Linked DNA regions of Pan troglodytes: region 1 is linked to region 2. Evidence: chromatin contacts called from public Hi-C data. All regions are on one chromosome and are shown on one strand. The core of a region is the stretch at or near the end of the contact, and the rest is flanking DNA. Distances in the headings are between cores, read along the strand shown. Region 1 overlaps LOC104003517 (a long non-coding RNA gene). Region 2 overlaps SLX4IP (SLX4 interacting protein).

The links. Hi-C and Micro-C count contacts between places; a contact is called where the count stands out from the background.
Region 1: a Hi-C map of blood shows a contact between it and region 2, with 5 times the contacts expected there. The contact joins two enhancer-like sites. A contact is called at or near these places in 3 of 7 Hi-C or Micro-C datasets (blood, induced pluripotent stem cells and stem cell-derived neural progenitor cells).

Annotation. Positions count from the first base shown.
Region 1 is chr21:17,784,650-17,788,400 of NHGRI_mPanTro3-v2.0_pri, reverse strand. LOC104003517 (a long non-coding RNA gene) reads left to right here. Exons shown (of 2, transcript XR_676140.3): 2 at 664-2,877. Among named protein-coding and RNA genes, the nearest start is that of JAG1, 600 kb to the right of the region's middle. Within about 2 kb of position 2,045, at least 6 of the 24 cell types and tissues checked have an H3K27ac peak or open chromatin away from gene starts, as enhancers often do.
Region 2 is chr21:16,986,027-16,990,022 of NHGRI_mPanTro3-v2.0_pri, reverse strand. The region is part of intron 3 of SLX4IP (SLX4 interacting protein); the gene reads right to left. Among named protein-coding and RNA genes, the nearest start is that of SLX4IP, 42 kb to the right of the region's middle. Within about 2 kb of position 1,817, at least 2 of the 24 cell types and tissues checked have an H3K27ac peak or open chromatin away from gene starts, as enhancers often do.

The sequences.
Region 1 (3,751 bases), core at 796-3,295, 800 kb before region 2:
TAGATGATTGGTTGAATAGACAGGTTAGGATAGCAGTATAAAACTAAAAGGAACTTAACCGTACTCATCCATAATCTTCTTTGTCCAAAACAATCTTAACACTTTTCTCATGGTGTGTGTGTGTGTGTACGATATATATATATGCACATACATAGACACACACGTATATTACATAATATTAATATAAAGTTGTTCCATTGGCCAGAGCAAGCCACATGGATAAGCCCAGTGTTAATGTAGGAGGGTGCAACAAACAGTATTTTACAAGGAAGCATTCATAGATTAAAGCCATGATTACATCAAGAGAGGAGTCCCTCCTTTCTCCTGTGCAGTGAAGACTTCTGAGGCCTGAACCTACCACCTCAGGGTTCTTCACCTCCTGAAAGGCAGGATGAGTTTCATCCTGAAGGAGGTCTGGATGGAGTGTCCAAATGATAAGTGAATTTCTGGAAAACCAACCCATACCTCCTGAAATAGAATTTCCAAGAAAGAGCCTCAAAATCTCTATTTTAATTAAGCATAGACAGGTGAGGGAGCAGGTATGTATGCTTCTACAGGTTTCCATTTCAATACGGGAATTAGGCCCAGTGATTTTGAGGCTGATTACAAGTGTCCCTTATCTGTGTGATCACTTAGTGTTGTTAACTGGCACGTCTTTTACAGGAACATCAAAGACCCTGAGAAGCCAAAAGTTATGAAATGCATCAGCAGTGGGTTGAAGACAAGACCTCTCCTTTTCCTGCTGACATTTCTTCCATGAGCAGTACCCAGACAGCCGACAGAAAGAGCCCAGGAGGTAACTGGGGACATGAGATGAAAACTCAAGATGCAAGGGTATCCCATCTTTTGGCTTCCTTGGGCCACATTGGAAGAAGAAGAATTATCTTGGGCCATGCAGAAAATACACTAACAATAACTGATGAGCTAAAAAAATCACCAAAAAATCTGATAATGTTTTAAGAAAGTTTACAAATTTGTGTTAGGCCACGTTCAAAGCAATCCTGGGCTGCCTGTGGCCTATGGGCCACGGGCTGGACACGCTTGAAAGGGAGAGGACAGATAAAGATACGTATGAGAGCATCCTCCTTAGAGAAAGGTCAGTGTTGAAGTCATAGGGTAAGGGAACTCTTTCAAAAGAAAGTAAAAAAAAAAAAAAAGTGAAGTAAATCATGTGAAGTCTCTACAGAGTAAGGGCCAAAGGGAGGACACAGTAGCTTAAAATCACAATATTGTTTTTGTTCCTATTTTTGTTTTTCTCATAAAGCTACAGGTCAGCTGGATAGCTCACTCTTGGGTCCTCACAAAGCTACTGGTCAGCTGGGCAGCTCAGCTGGGTCCTCATCAATGAACCAGGGTTGGCTGATTTCAGCTGGGCTCACTCAATTTTCTAGAGTCCACTGGTCTGTCTGCTGCAGTGTGGCTGATCTAGGACAGCCCTGGCCTTGGTGACCTGGCTCTGCTGCATGACGCAGCCATCCTCTAGCAGGCTAGCCTATCACAGCAAAACAGAAGCACAAAAGAGAGAGCAGGAAAATGCATAGCTTCTTAAGGCCTAGGCCCTAAACTGGTGCATCACTTCTTGGCAACATTCTGGTGGCCAAAGCAAGTCACATGTCCAACCCCAGACTCTAAAGGAGGGAAAAGAGACCCGATGCCTTAATGGGAGTAAAGTCACATTGCAAAAGGCAAGGATCCCAAAAATGTTTCAAAAAAAATTGGAGGCCATCTTTGCAATCAAAGTTAGATTATTCTCAATGGTAAAAGTTGGAACCACAATATTATTGTTACCTTCAAAGAGTACACCTAGCTGAATCCCCCAGTCAATGCAGGAATTCCCCCAAATTAAACACACACACACACACACACATACACATAAACCCTCAAAGATTCCCACAACTTGACCATTTGACCTAGCTTTTCTCACTGGGTAAAAAAAGCAAGAGGAAAAAAAAAAAAAACCCACTGCGGCTCTCTCCCACCCCTGCTGTTCAGCCTTCAGTTTATCTGGCCTCTGCTATGAGTCACAGCTGACTGAAGGGTGGGGGTGGGTTGTGAGTCATGGCCTAAAACAAAGATAGAATTTGATGGGGGTGGACTAGCAGGCGAGAGAGAAGACACAGCAAGTTCAGGCATTCTCTCAGTGTTTAGGGTGATGTCTTCTTTCCTGCAGCTGGGGAAGTTGGGCAGAGTGCCCCCGAAGGAGGAGATTCCACACAGGCCCTGTGTATCTGAGAGTTGAGTTGCTGATTTCAGAGGTGTTTGTATCATTGCTCTAAATGTGTTTCTGCTCCCCTCCCACCCAAGATGCTGGTTCAATGGACCATTTCATCCTACCATTGTACAGAACCCACAGGAGCTAGTTACCTGGTCAGTTTGAGAAGTTAATATTTAAAAAGACTAATGGTTGCATATGGCTTCCACAGGAAAGAAATAATAAGCTAATGTTATCTATTGACTCAATCCCACATATATTTACATTTGACAACTTAAAAAAACCTTTGGCTCAATGATAGTTTAGCTCAAGTCACTATGTTAGGATATATATCTCTTTCATCTATGACTATTTTTGTCTGCACAGTAACCTGCCTCAAGCACACAAATATTTGTGTGTCTGGCCTCAAGCAATTAACACGTATCCTAACACGAGGTAAAGATTAAATGAAAATTCTGTCACCCTGAAATAAACCTGGAAGCAGAATTCCTGAATGTTTGCCAAATAAGGTGACTATCAGACTTAAGATGCTGAACTTTGAAATGACTGTCATAGAAACAAAGGCAAGGCATGGTTGGCGCCCATTCAACCTGGTCAATAACATCCTTAATTACAGGACATGGCATCATTTTGATTCACAGTGGAATAAAAGGCATCTATTTGTATATTTGGAAGTCTGAATGAGGATTTCCTGATGAAGTCATTTCTGTCTTACAACAGCTTCGCTTGTACCACTAGAGTTAAAACTGGGTCACCATTTTTATGTGAGCGTATGGATACACATACATCCACACTCGAACCCCAAACACACACACACACACACACACACACTTCATTTCAGAGTCTAATTAAAACTCTATTATACATAATTTTCTTCCAGATCAATGGTGGTGTTGGATCAAAATTGTAGCTCACAAGGAAAATCCTGTAAAGGAACCATATTTTTCTGTGTTGCCTGCCAAAATGAGAACATCATTTGTTAAATAATGTGGGACACAGGTGCCCCGGATGTACTATTTAATGGAGAAAGAAAAAGAGAGAAACAATGGCTGCCAGTATCCGGGAAAAATGCGACTAGCTTCTTAAGCTTCTTCACCCAGAAATTGTTACAAATAGAAGGGAATCTGACTTTGAGCTATGAGTTGTTGCTTCCCCATGACTGAATTCCCCAAGAACTGAGTTATTACTGACCTGTGATTTGCTCATCATAAGGTCTCACTGTTAATTACTGCTCTCTGCTCCGCAGAAACTTTGAATTCCACCAAAGGGTGTGCCGAAGGCTTAGATGTTGAGAAGCGTGAATTCATCCTGCACAACAAATGTCATAGAGATGGGACTGGAGCGGGGGACAAGAAGGGGGAGAATGAACAAGATGCATGTTGCAAAACCCCAAGGTGTGCTATTTGTATGGTAGCCTGAGTGAACAGCAATTTCCCTGAGGGGTGGTTGCAGCAGATATTGTGGGTACCATCTCTACATCCCTTACTCCTTACTCGTTCCTGCCTTACTCCTTCAGGGCAGAGCAGCCCAACTTACTCT
Region 2 (3,996 bases), core at 568-3,067:
GAAAATGTGAAAAACACCTACTTTATTAGGTAGTCAATCTTAGCTCCCTTTCTTTTGCTGTCACAAAAAAAGCTTTTAAAAGAGAGCTTGGCCGGGCGCGATGGCTCACACCTGTAATCCGAGCACTTTGGGAGGCTGAGGCGGGTGGAATGCCTGAGCTCAGGAGTTCGAGACCAGCCTGGGCAACACGGTGAAACCCCATCTCTACTAAAATACAAAAAATTAGCCAGGCGTGGCGGAGTGCGCCTGTAGTCCCAGCTACTTGGGAGGCTGAGGCAGGAGAATTGCTTCAACCTGGGAAGCGGAGGTTGCAGTGAGCCAAGATCACGCCACTCCCACTCCAGCATGGGCGAGAGAGCAAGACTCCGTTTCAAAAAAAAAAAAAAAAAAGGGAGATTGTAACAAGGAACACCACAACACACAGATTTCACATCTTAAGCAGCTGAAATAAAACGCCCAAAGAGGATGAGAAGGAGCCTATATAATCTTAAAATAGATATGTTTCCCAGCTGGTATCTTTGATTACTAATTAAGCTAAGGCTTATTTATTTGGTAAATGCTTACCAGTTGCCAGGCATTGTGTTAGAAACCTTTTATGTAACAACCCCATGAAGATTGACACTTATTATCCCCATATTGGAGAGAAGGAACCAAGATCCTAGAGATGAGAAGCAGTCAGGTCCATCTGACGACTGTGCAATAGCCTAACAAGAATTCCCTTCGGCCGGGCACGGTGGCTCACGCCTGTAATCCCAGCACTTTGGGAGGCCGAGGCAAGCGGATCACCTGAGGTCAGGAGTTCAAGACCAGCCTGGCTAACATGGTTAAACCTCATTTCTACTAAAACCACAAAAAATCAGCTCATGCCTGTAATCCTAGCACTTTGGGAGGCCAACGTGAGCAGATCATGAGGTCAAGAGTTTGAGACCAGCCTGACCAACATGGTGAAATCCTGTCTCTACTAAAAATACAAAAATTAGCCAGGCGTGGTGGTGCATACCTGTAATCCAGCTACTCAGGAGGCTGAGGCAGAAGAATCACTTGAACCCAGGAGGTGGAGGTTGCAGTGAGCCGAAATCATGCCACTGCACTCCAGCTTGGGCAAAAAGAGCGAAACTCCATCTCAAAAAAAAAAGAGACTTCCCTTCACAGTCAGGCCAGAAATCTAAGGAACACTGGTATCTTTAGAACCTAAGACACCCAAAACCTGTGTCTGCTCTTGATATGGGAAAACCCACATTAATGCCCTAATAAGACCTCTTAAACTTCGAATAATATTTGTTAGAATTTAAACTGAAGACTGAAGGAAGGAGCTAAGACTCTTGGTTTTGCAGAGAATTACTAACAATGCTGAAATTTGGAAAATCTAGCTTAACTGCAAAAGCATTAATGTTGGAAAATCTAGCTTAACTGCAAAAGCATTAATGTTATGTGGTACCATTCACTTTTATTAAACCCACACTTAGTTTGAATACTAGTTAATTTAAAAGTGCCCACAATGTTAAAGATAGTGATGGGTAAAACAATGTTCATTATATTCCTTCCCTTTAACAGTTTTACATTTTTCCATTGAGTTTTTTTTATCTACACACACACACATCTCCCATGATCTCTGCAATAAGAGGCTGATTCATGTAAATTTTACAGAAAGCACCCTTCTCTGGATAATTTTAACTTTTCCTAAAAATAAATATTCCAGTAACCAACCCAAGGAGGGCGCAGCAGATCAAGAATGCACTGTCATGGCAGGTGGAGAATCAGTCATTATGGGAAGTGAAACAGACACACGCGGCATAGGAACTGATACAGCAACATCTGATTGCATCCAGCAACCTTTAAAAAAGTAATCATTTTATCAGCTGTTGGTAGACTTTGCACAATGGCTAGCAGTACTATTTGGTGACAATTAAAAATACTAAAGCTACAATGCATTTTTTGTTGTGGAGGAAGTACAAATGGAATGCTGAGTCAAAAGCAAATATGCACACTCATAGATGACTATGGGACACTTTGCAATGCATTCAGTGCTTCAAAATTTAAGATTTAAGACCAGATTCATGCTACTGAAGGTTGGGTCTTCTCCCGACTCACAAGATCATCAAAGAGTAGCCATTCAAAAAAGTTTAGTAGAATGACATCCTCTTTGACACTTTTCTTGACTTTTACAATATTTGGTTTAATTATCATAACAGATATACACACACACACACACACACACACAGTGAGGGATGTGAAAAACCTTAAAACACTTCAAAATGCCCACCGATAATAAAACACATTGCCAAATTGTAAGTAAAGCAGTAATTATGACCGTCCTCATCCCCAGGAACCAAGAGAAGCTTCTCAAGGGTCATATTATTCCAGCTACTTCTTGGATGCCCCCGAGGCCTCTCTACAAACTGTAAGTGCTCATTATTATGTTCTGTAAAAAGGCCTGTCTATGAGACTGCCAAAAAGAAACTTTCCAGCAAAGTCTCTAAATTGTAAAGTACTATCATGTAACTTCTGGAGGAATCTATGCCCCTTTTTCTGACAGCTGTCATGCTCAAGGGTGGGCATGGGCAGCCATGTATTTACCATGTGACACTGCCCCGTGCCACAATCGATGAAGCAGAAGTGGACATCTGCCCAAACTCACCTCCAGAAGTTTGCTATTGGGGCAGAAAGTGCAGCAGTTTTGTAGGATATGTCACTTGGGAGGTGAGGAGCCACTATCTTCTGCAACATGAACAAAGGAGCAGAGAGAGGCCAGCAGAGGGAGAATAACAAGGAAGATGCAAAGACCAGAATCCCACTTCTCAAAGAGAGGCCCACAGTGGAGCTGCCTCAGGACCATGGGCAACCTGAAGCTACCTCCGGGCCCTCACCAGCTCAATAGCACACTGATGCCAGTATGCTGAGACAGTCACACTCCCTTATCATAAACTGCCCATTTCAAGTTCTAGTAGTTTGCGTGGGTGTTACTTCCTTCCAAAGAGCCTTGACTAGCAGTTACGCTAGTCTAAGCTAGTTATTATGACTCTAAATAAGACACTAAGTTCCCTTGGGCAACTTCTGAGATCCTCACTTTCCACTCTCCAGGGATTCTCATCTCATCACTGAAGGAGCTGAACAAGGATGTTTTTCAATGTTAAATTCTATGCATGACCTCAATACACCAAACTGATGGTGGCCGGGCTGGCGGCTGGAGCAGAGACAGGGATCTGGCTCTGGCCCTCCACAGAATGCAGTGCTTCCAGGGAACTCTGCTGAAAGCCCTGACTTGGATGCTCTCTAGGGATCCTGGCTTAGCCTTGGCAGATAATATTCCCAATGAAGAGCAGCTTTACTTGAGCGGCTCCACGTGCTTGCCCAAAGAAGGCAACAGACAGGGGATAAGGAGTGTTACTCAAGTCTGAGGACCAGGAAGCTGGAGAAGATGAGACTCTCTCACCACCCATGGCCTGAACCCATGGCTCCCTGGGGAAAAGCAAATGCTTCCAGTCCTGGATGGTGGCGCCAGAGGGAGGCCGAGGTAAGCTATGATACAGAGATCAGTGGCCAAAGGGCAGCATCATCCCAGGGAACACCCCCACCACCTCTGATTCAGCAGCCCCGATTAGATGGAATAAACTGCTTTTCACTTTGGCAGTTTGGCTGCAACACAGTGGTAAGGGAGGGAAAAAAAGGAAGTGAACAAGGCAGCCGGCAGAAGTGGAGAGGCCCCAGCCCCAGCCCAGGCCCCCAAGGCCCATCTGGCCTTCCTTCTGGGGTTAACCATGATCCTTATTTGACCACAAATGGGAGGGGGGGGGGGGAGAAAAAGGAAAAGACTCCACAGAGATGTAAATGGAGGACATCAATACCTAAAGTAAAGAAGGGAAGGGGGTCTAGGAAAGAATGGCTCTTAAAAGTAAACTCCAGAGTTCAGACATTGTATGGGGCCTCATTAAATGGCATTAATGACTCCCACGAAGTTAGGGCTTAGAATATATCTGCATAGCTATGTTATGTGAT